Linked DNA regions of Oryctolagus cuniculus: region 2 is linked to region 1. A link is a contact called in public Micro-C data. All regions are on one chromosome and are shown on one strand. Each heading gives the region's core, a stretch centred on a gene start, on an enhancer-like site or on the middle of the called end of the contact. The rest is flanking DNA. Distances are from core to core; before and after follow the strand shown. Region 1 holds the start of TMEM200B (transmembrane protein 200B). Region 2 holds the start of EPB41 (erythrocyte membrane protein band 4.1).

Evidence for each region. Hi-C and Micro-C count contacts between places; a contact is called where the count stands out from the background.
Region 2: a Micro-C map of ear pinna shows a contact between it and region 1, with 2.7 times the contacts expected there. The contact joins the promoter of EPB41 here to the promoter of TMEM200B in region 1. A contact is called at or near these places in 4 of 6 Hi-C or Micro-C datasets (ear pinna, psoas muscle, skin fibroblasts and 1 more).

Annotation. Positions count from the first base shown.
Region 1 is chr7:142,599,316-142,603,194 of mOryCun1.1, reverse strand. TMEM200B (transmembrane protein 200B) reads right to left here and starts at 1,877. Exons shown (of 2, transcript XM_008265855.4): 1 at 1,643-1,877.
Region 2 is chr7:142,836,258-142,840,018 of mOryCun1.1, reverse strand. It overlaps EPB41 (erythrocyte membrane protein band 4.1), which reads left to right and starts at 2,085. Exons shown (of 18, transcript XM_070078950.1): 1 at 2,085-2,249. LOC138850694 (a long non-coding RNA gene) reads right to left here and starts at 2,965. Exons shown (of 2, transcript XR_011390811.1): 1 at 2,829-2,965.

The DNA.
Region 1 (3,879 bases), core at 628-3,127:
GCCGGCTGCTCCCTGGCGCATCCCCTGCTCCCGGCTCCCGGCGCGGGCAGCCCGCGAGTCCGCGGCCTCGGGCAGCGCGGGGCCCCGGCAGCCGCGTCCCGGGGTAAGTACCGCGCGGGCTCACCCCACCCCCGCACGTGGCCACCCCAGAGTGCTGGAGGGAGGAGAGCTCCGGCTGCCCGGGGCCGCAGGGTCGCCCGCGGGTCCCAGCTCCCCCCTACCGCGTCGCACTTACCGCAGCGTGGGAGGAGGGGGTGGCCCAGACTCCAGCCTCTCCCCGCCCGCTCCCTCCTTGCAGACCGTCTCGGTCAGCGCTGAAGCTGCAGCAGGAGAGACTCGAGCTAGACAACGGGAAGACCGCTCCAACCAAGAGCAGCCAGGGACAGCAGGCGAGGCGGCGGCGGCGGCGGCGGCGGCCTCTGCCCGGGATCCTCTTCAACTCCGCACAGAAGGAGCCTCCCCTCCCCCCAGCGGCCGGGCTGGGGCCCCGGCAGGAGGCTGGCGGCGGCCGAGACTGGGCGCAGAGCCTCGCTGGACTCCACTCGCGGCTCTCGCGGCGGCCCCGCCAGGGCTGCTGCTCCCAGGTTGCCGCGTTCCCGAGTCGGGCTCCTCGGGATGAATCATCCCGCCGCCCGGCCTCCTCCGCCGGAGGCCTCAGTGGCCCGCGTCCCGGCGACAGCAGCGCCGCCCCTGCGCCTCGGGCCGCCCGGGGTCGGGGCCGCACAGCCCTGGCCCCTCCTGGCTGCCGATCGCGCCCGGCCTGCGGGGTGAGCTATGGATCCGGGCCGAGACCAAGAAGCCGGGCAGCGCGTGGTGTGGCCCCCACGAAAGAAGGGCGTGGGAAGACACGCGGCCCCCGCCCGGGCGCCGGGGCCACGGGCGAGAGGAGGGTCGGGACCTGGCTGTCGGGCGGCGCAGCTCAGGAGCTGGGGAGGAGGCCCTGCCACCCTCCCGGCCCCATCCGCACCCGCGAAGATCCAGGCAGGGCTTCCACCCCTGCTGCCTCCCAGGGGCGCGCCGCAGGCCCAGAGCCTGGACGGAGCCGCGGCGCCGACCGCGTCCGAGCCTGGTTCTCACGGATGGAAAGTCGCCCTCGAGGCCGAGCTGCCCGTTGGGGTCACAGCGCCGCGGACCCCCGGGTTCCGGCCCTGGGCACCGGCACCTCTCGGCGCAGCCACCGGGCCGTCCTGGGAAGAGTGAGGCCCGTTACCCGCCGTGCCTGAGTAGGGGGTTCCTCTTCCCAGCCCGGAACCCGGGAAATGGCCACCGCGCCTCCACCCTGAACTGCGGCCCCAGTTCCAGACAGGTCACCCCGAGCCGCGGCGTCCCCGCCAGGAGGGGGGCGCAAACGTGCAGAACAGAACGAGGGGGCCAAGCCCAGAGAGCCCGAGCCTCGGCAGGGCGTGCGCCGACGCGGGGAGCCCAGGGAGGCGGGCGCTTGGAGCCGTGGCCCCTCCCCGCGGGATTCTGCACGGGGCCGACTTCCCGGTTCCCCCGGGGCCGGCCACTGTCCGCGACCCCACTCTAAGATGGGGCAAAGGGAGGACCAGGCTCCCGCCCCCAGGGTCCCTTCCCGTTGGAGGGGCCGAGCAAAAAGTTAAAGAAAGTTGGGGGGGCAGTCCATGCACCCTGATTTGCTCACCTGGCGCCGCCGCGCCCAGGCGGGTCCGGGTCCGAGTCCGCGCGCCGCCGTCCTGCGCGCCGCCTCTATCTCCACGGGACCCGCCCCCGGCCCCGCCCCACTCAGCCAGGCCCCGCCCCTGGGAGTCCCGGGGACCCTGCGACCCCGGTGGGCCCCGACCTAAAGGCGGCAGCTCAGAGCTGAGGGTCGCAGGTGAGCGCGGGTCGTGCGCCTGGAGATTCTGGGGACGGGGCCCGAGTCCCGCCACCCCCACGACCCTTCACCCTCATCTCTCGCCGTTCTCAAAGCCCTGGGAAGGCGCCCCCTCCCCAAACCGGGACTCTGAGGCCTGAGCCCAGGGCCCCTACACCGCTTGCCGCCCCGCCTGCGGAGCCTCCGTCCAGGCACCCGGGGGGGGGGGGGCGGCCCGAGCCTGGCCCTGCCGGCCCCACAGCCTCCCCGCTGCGAGCCTCACTGCCTTCATCTGCAAGACGGGCACAGCGCGGCTTGCCCCGCACAGGGGGCGCCAAGGGCTGAGCCCAAAGCCGGGCGCAGCCCGCGAGTCCTCGGCGATTTGGAATCCCGGGGAGGGGGCGCCCGGCCCCGGCCTGAATCTGCAGGGAGCAGGGTGGGTGCGTCTCCCCTAGGAAGACGCGCTCGCCACGGACGAGGGGAGGAGGAGGAGGGCGCTGGGGGGCCTGCAGGGGGCGCGTGGCTCCCCGCGCGCGCCCCCGGAGGCAGGAATGTGGCGGGAGCCGGCTGGGGTCGGGCCGGCTGCCCAGTTTCCATGATGCGGGGGGCGGGCCCGGGGGGCGGGGGCGGCACGGGCCCCCTCCCACCCGCAGCCCGGCCGGGCCCCTCGGGGAGAATTTCCGGCCTGGGATTGATTACAGCCCGCCCCTCCCCCGACACTGGGACCCCCGGCTCGCGCGGCGGGCGGGGGAGGGGCGGTAATGAGACACGGCTGTGCTGGGGCGGGAGGCGCGAGGACATCGAGGGCCTGGGCGGGGCCGGGGCCGGGGCCGCGCGGTTCAGGCCTCGACTGCGCGGACACTGGGTGCGTCAGGGAGTCCGGGAGCCCTCTCCCCGCCCCCGGGATCCGGGAACCCTCGGGAGGAGCCAGGCCACCTCCGGGCCTCGGCTTCCCGGGCTTCATCCCTATGGGTCCCAGAGCGAGGCCAGGGTCCCCTTCGCGTCTCCGCGTGTCGAACTGGAAGCTCCTGAGGCCTGCGTCGCGGAGAGACCCCGCGCCCCTGCGCGGGGGAAGCCCCTGGGCTGCTGTCTCCTGCCACCCGCCCCTGTCTCCCGGGATCCGGGCGGCCTCCATCCGCTGCCCACCCCCTCCCTCACGACTTGCCCCTTCACCTCTGGGTTCGCTCAGCGCCCGCACCCAACCTCTGAGCCCTTCCCGGCTCCTCCCCGGGGATACCCGCCTTGGGGCCAGCGCCAGAACAGGCCCCCGGTCCTTAGGGCTCCATCTGCCCCCTGCTCCTGCCTGCTCTTAGGCTCCCTGGTCCTCCTGGCCCCTCGGATTGGGCCAGCATCCCAGCTTCAGTGCCAGCGACCCCACGCCTTGGTGGGACCCTGGTCAGTCCCTGTCCCTGCTCCTCCCCACTGCGGGGCCCCACCGTCCATTTTCGGGGACACCTGCAGCTTCTTCCTCTCCCCCTTCCGTCCAATCCACATCTTGGGGACCCTGCCCCTTGCATCTGGCATCAGCCGGTCCCCCCGTGGCCACTCTCTTGCCCCAGCTGTCATCTCTTCCTGTCCCGCAGAGAGCCACCGAGCGTTTCTTCCCTGAATCTGACCCGCTACTCCCTGCCTAAAACTCTCAGTAGCTCCCCAGGGTGGTCCAAGTACAGTGACAATCCCTTCTGGCCTCTACAAACCACCCTCGTGGGCTGCTGAACTTGTTTCTGTCCCCAGACGCGCTGTGCTGTGGCCCCCGGGGGTTGGCACCGTCCTGGGACAGAAACCCATTCACTGGTGCTCCCCTTGCCCGCTCCGACTCTCTTCAGATCTGAGCCTGCTCCCAGCTCCCAGACCCAGCCACCCCTCCTCGCCCTGGCCATTCTACACCCTGGAAGATGCCTGCAGATGCCTGGAAGGGACCTGAGGTGCCCGCGGCCCCTGGGAAGGGAGCAGCTGCCACCTGCTGCATGCACAGCCCTGCCCCAGGCCACAGAATTCACCTTCTCTCTTCCCCACGATAGGAACCCCGGGCTGGATTTCCTGCTCAAGCCCCGCTTCTCGTCTCG
Region 2 (3,761 bases), core at 836-3,335, 240 kb before region 1:
GGAGGGCGGGGGGGGGGGGGGGGGGGCAGCAGAGTTCTTGTTTGCAGAGGCCAAATGCAGGGGTTTCCAGCCTGCTCTCTCTTGGGTACATGAATACACAGGGAGCAATTAAAAAAATAGTACTAGACCCATTATAGAGTATTTGCATAAATATTTTCACAAACTCGCATCGAATCATCACACTATGTCTATATAAAGTTAGTCCTATTATTAATCCCATTTTACCCCAGAGGGGAAGTGGTTTGCCTTGCTTTTAACCTCTGGGCGATACCGCCTGGTGAGCAGGTGAGTATGTAGTTAAATGAAAGGTGTGTGAATCTGCTTGGGAGCCCGTGTGTGTGTGTGTGTGTGGGTGTGGGTGTGCGTGTGTGCACGCCCGTGCCAGGTTTCCCTATGAGGTCACATGCCCAGAGACTGACAGGTTCTCAAGTATCCAGATTTCTAGTCAAGGAAGCCAGAGCTGCTGTGGCCCCCTGAAGTGTGTCCCTTCTGTTAGAAGACATGTCCCAGATCTGGGGGCTCAGTCTGATCCTCTTCTCCTGGACGACGCATTCCTCTTTGAAAGCGGGGACCCGGGCTCCGAAGCCTAAAACAACAGCTGACTCAGAAAAGCCTACAGGGAATTAAGAGTGACTTTTCACTCCTATAACATCTATGATCATAGTAACTGCTAACACCTACTGGGTGCTCGCCTGGGATTGGCTCTGGTCTTAGTGCTTAACATGGATTATTTCATTTACTGCTGTACGACTCTTAAAAAAATATTTATGTGAAAGAGTTGCACAGAGAGAGGGAGAGACAGAGAGAGAGAGAGAGAGAGAGATCTTCCACGTGCTGGTTGGCTCCCAAGGCTGGGCCAGGCTGAAGCCAGGAGCCAGCTTCTTCTGCGTTTCCCATATGGATGGCAGGGACCCAAACACTTGGGCAATCCTCTACTGCTTTTCCCAGGCCATCAGTAGGCAGTTGGATCATAAGTGGAGCAGCCAGGACCCGAACCTGTGCCCATAGGGGATGCCGGCATTGCAGGCACAGTGGTGTAACCCGCTACACCATGATGCCGGCCCCGCTGTACACGCTTGGATGAGGCCTCTGCAGAGGTAGGAACCAGACCAGAGTGGGTCAGTGGCTTGCATCCTGTGAGTGACAGCAGTCTGATTAGCACATCTGATAGGAAGGTCACTAAACTCAAAGGAAATCACTCACCCTCTGGGGCCTGGCCCCCTCCCTCCCCAGGTCATCTCATCGGAAGAAGGGATGACTCTGTGGCTCCCCAGCATGGACTATTCTATAAAGACCCCAACATTCTGCGGTTCTCTACACGGAAGAGGGAGCATTAAGTTTTCTCCCTTAGGAGCAGATTTGGCCTTCCTGAGAGAGACTTCTGGCTTCTCAGGATGGTTTGGAATGAGAGAGGTCACCCTAGGAGATGACTGGTGGCTTCCTGACATGGGCCTCACAGGAGCCAGCACAGGTCCGAAAGGAGATGGAAGGGAGGGTCTTGGGCCACCGGCCATGCAAGCCCCTTACAGCCTTGATCAGACGGACCGTCACGAGGGGAAATCGCGGGGACGGGCGGCGAGACAAGCACAGGAGAACCGGAACCTGCATTTTACCGAACAGGAACCTGTATTTACCGAACACCTAACTGTGTGGCTAACTGGTGCTGCATTTTACACACATCGTTGGTTCTCAGGAAAACACTGAGTTACCGTGGAGCAAACACATTCAGAGAACTGACCTGCTCAAGGTCACCCAGGCCGGGAGTGGTGGTCTCGCCAGGGTCCCTTCCCTAGATCCCCGACGACTAACCCTTGTTTCTACCTAGCACCCTTGGGGCAGCACCACGTGGCAAATTGCATCATACTTTCGCCATATGACGTCAGACTGGCCACTCCAGACAATCCAGGAACTCCCTTCCCTTTCCTGCTCAGACCCCTTCGGTCTACCGGGGGCTGCCCGGGGCTAGGCGTCCCGGCCGGCCCACACCTGCAGCCCCCGCCCCTTCCCGGTTGCGACACTCCCACTCCCTTGCCCGGGCCTGCCCGCCGCCGTGCCGATTGGCAGCTGCCGACGCCAATCAGAGGGCCTCCCGGCCCGGGGGCGGGGCGTCGCGGCAGAGTTGCCCTGTCAGTGCAGGTGGAGGCCCCCGGCGGGGCAAAGTGGCAGCAAGCTCTTAAAGGGCGAGAGCGGCGCGGAGCGAGCGCGCGGCCCGGCCCGGCCTGGCCAGGTCCCCTCCCCGTCCAGCCCAGGTGAGCCTGGACCACCTTTGGGGGGCGACCCCCGGCCCCTGGGAATGAGAGGGGGAGGGACAGAGGAGCCCACCCCCGAGGGCCTGAGCCGTCTTGGGAGGAGCGAGACAGGGTCAAAGGGCCCCTGGGTTCCAGGGTGCAAACTTGGGGTCCCAAGGGACACGGGCGTCTCGAAGTTGAGGGTGCGGGGCGGGGGTCTCGGCGTCAGGAGAGGAGGTCCGGGAGTTCGGGTGCGGAGATAGGCTGCGGCCGGTCCCGGTCCGGTCCGGGTCCTAGCGTGAGGGTCCCCGCGGGGCGGCGCAGCTCGAGGACGCCCCCCAACCCCGCCCTGCCCAGCTCCGCAGCGCTGGCCCGAGAGGGCAGAGGGCGCCCCGGGCCTGGAGCCCCGCGTCCCGCTCCGCCCTTACGTAATTGACTTTGAGTTTCCGGAGCCCGGGACCCGCGGCGGGGGCGCCGGGCTGCCCGCCAGGCTGGCCCTCGGGTGCCTGCCCGGCCCCGCACGCTCGCGCCCAGGCCTGGCCTCCCGGGAAGGCTCAGGTTCCTGCTCGCCGCCCTCGCTCGGTTCCCCTCGTCTCTCACCTCTCCCGTCTCTGCGGGTCTCTGTCCTCTGCCCTTCCGCACGAGTTGTGTCGCTCTCGCCTACGCTTCCCGGCGGGCTCCGCCTCTTTGGTCGGACCTGACCCCCTTCCCTCTGGCGAGTTGGAGGGGGCGACTCCCCCGGACAGACCCCAGCCCGAGCTGGCCCAGAAGAGGTGCGGGGAGGACTGTCCTGGGAGGGTTGGGCAAGGTTATTCCAGCGCCCACGGTTTCCCCGGGAGGGAGCGGCTGAATGCGACCCCTCCAGTTCCTGAAGCCTCCGGAGTAGAGACTGGGAGAAAGCCTGGCCGGGGAGCCCCCGTGGGAGCTGCCCTGTGTCATGGCAGGGTCAGGCTTCTAGCTCCTGGAGGGGGTAGGGAGGGCGCGGTGGGGGGAGAGCTGTGGCCCAGAGCTGGATCCCCAGCCCAGGCTCCAGCGGGCTCCACACCTGCACACCCCCCCCCGGGGGGGGGGAGCCCTGGAGGATGCACTTGGCAGGGGGCTGGGAGAGGCCAGAGTGGGGGCAGCAGAGAAGTGACAGACACTGGAGTCACAACCTGCCACCAAGGCTGACACTTCGGAAATAACTCCTGTGCCCTGGGGTGGTAGTGCCTGCTGCTGTTGGTGCCTGGAGATAAGGTGTTACAGCGGTTGTGAGGTGGGAATTGTTAACTTCCAACAAGGGAGGGGGAGGGGGCATTTGCAGAGGCACTGGAAGGGTCAGGAAGAAGGGGAGCCAGAGGCTGGGGTGGGGGTGGGGGTGGGAGGGGACATCCCAGTGTCCTCCAGGCTTTGCGTGACCCGGCACTGGGTCTGAATCCCCACCCTGCCACCTCCTTGCTCTGTGACCTTGCCTGAGTCACTTTAGCTTTCTGAGCCCCAGCTTCTCCCTTAGTCCATAACCTGGACCTCAGAGCCATTAGCGGAAGCAAATGA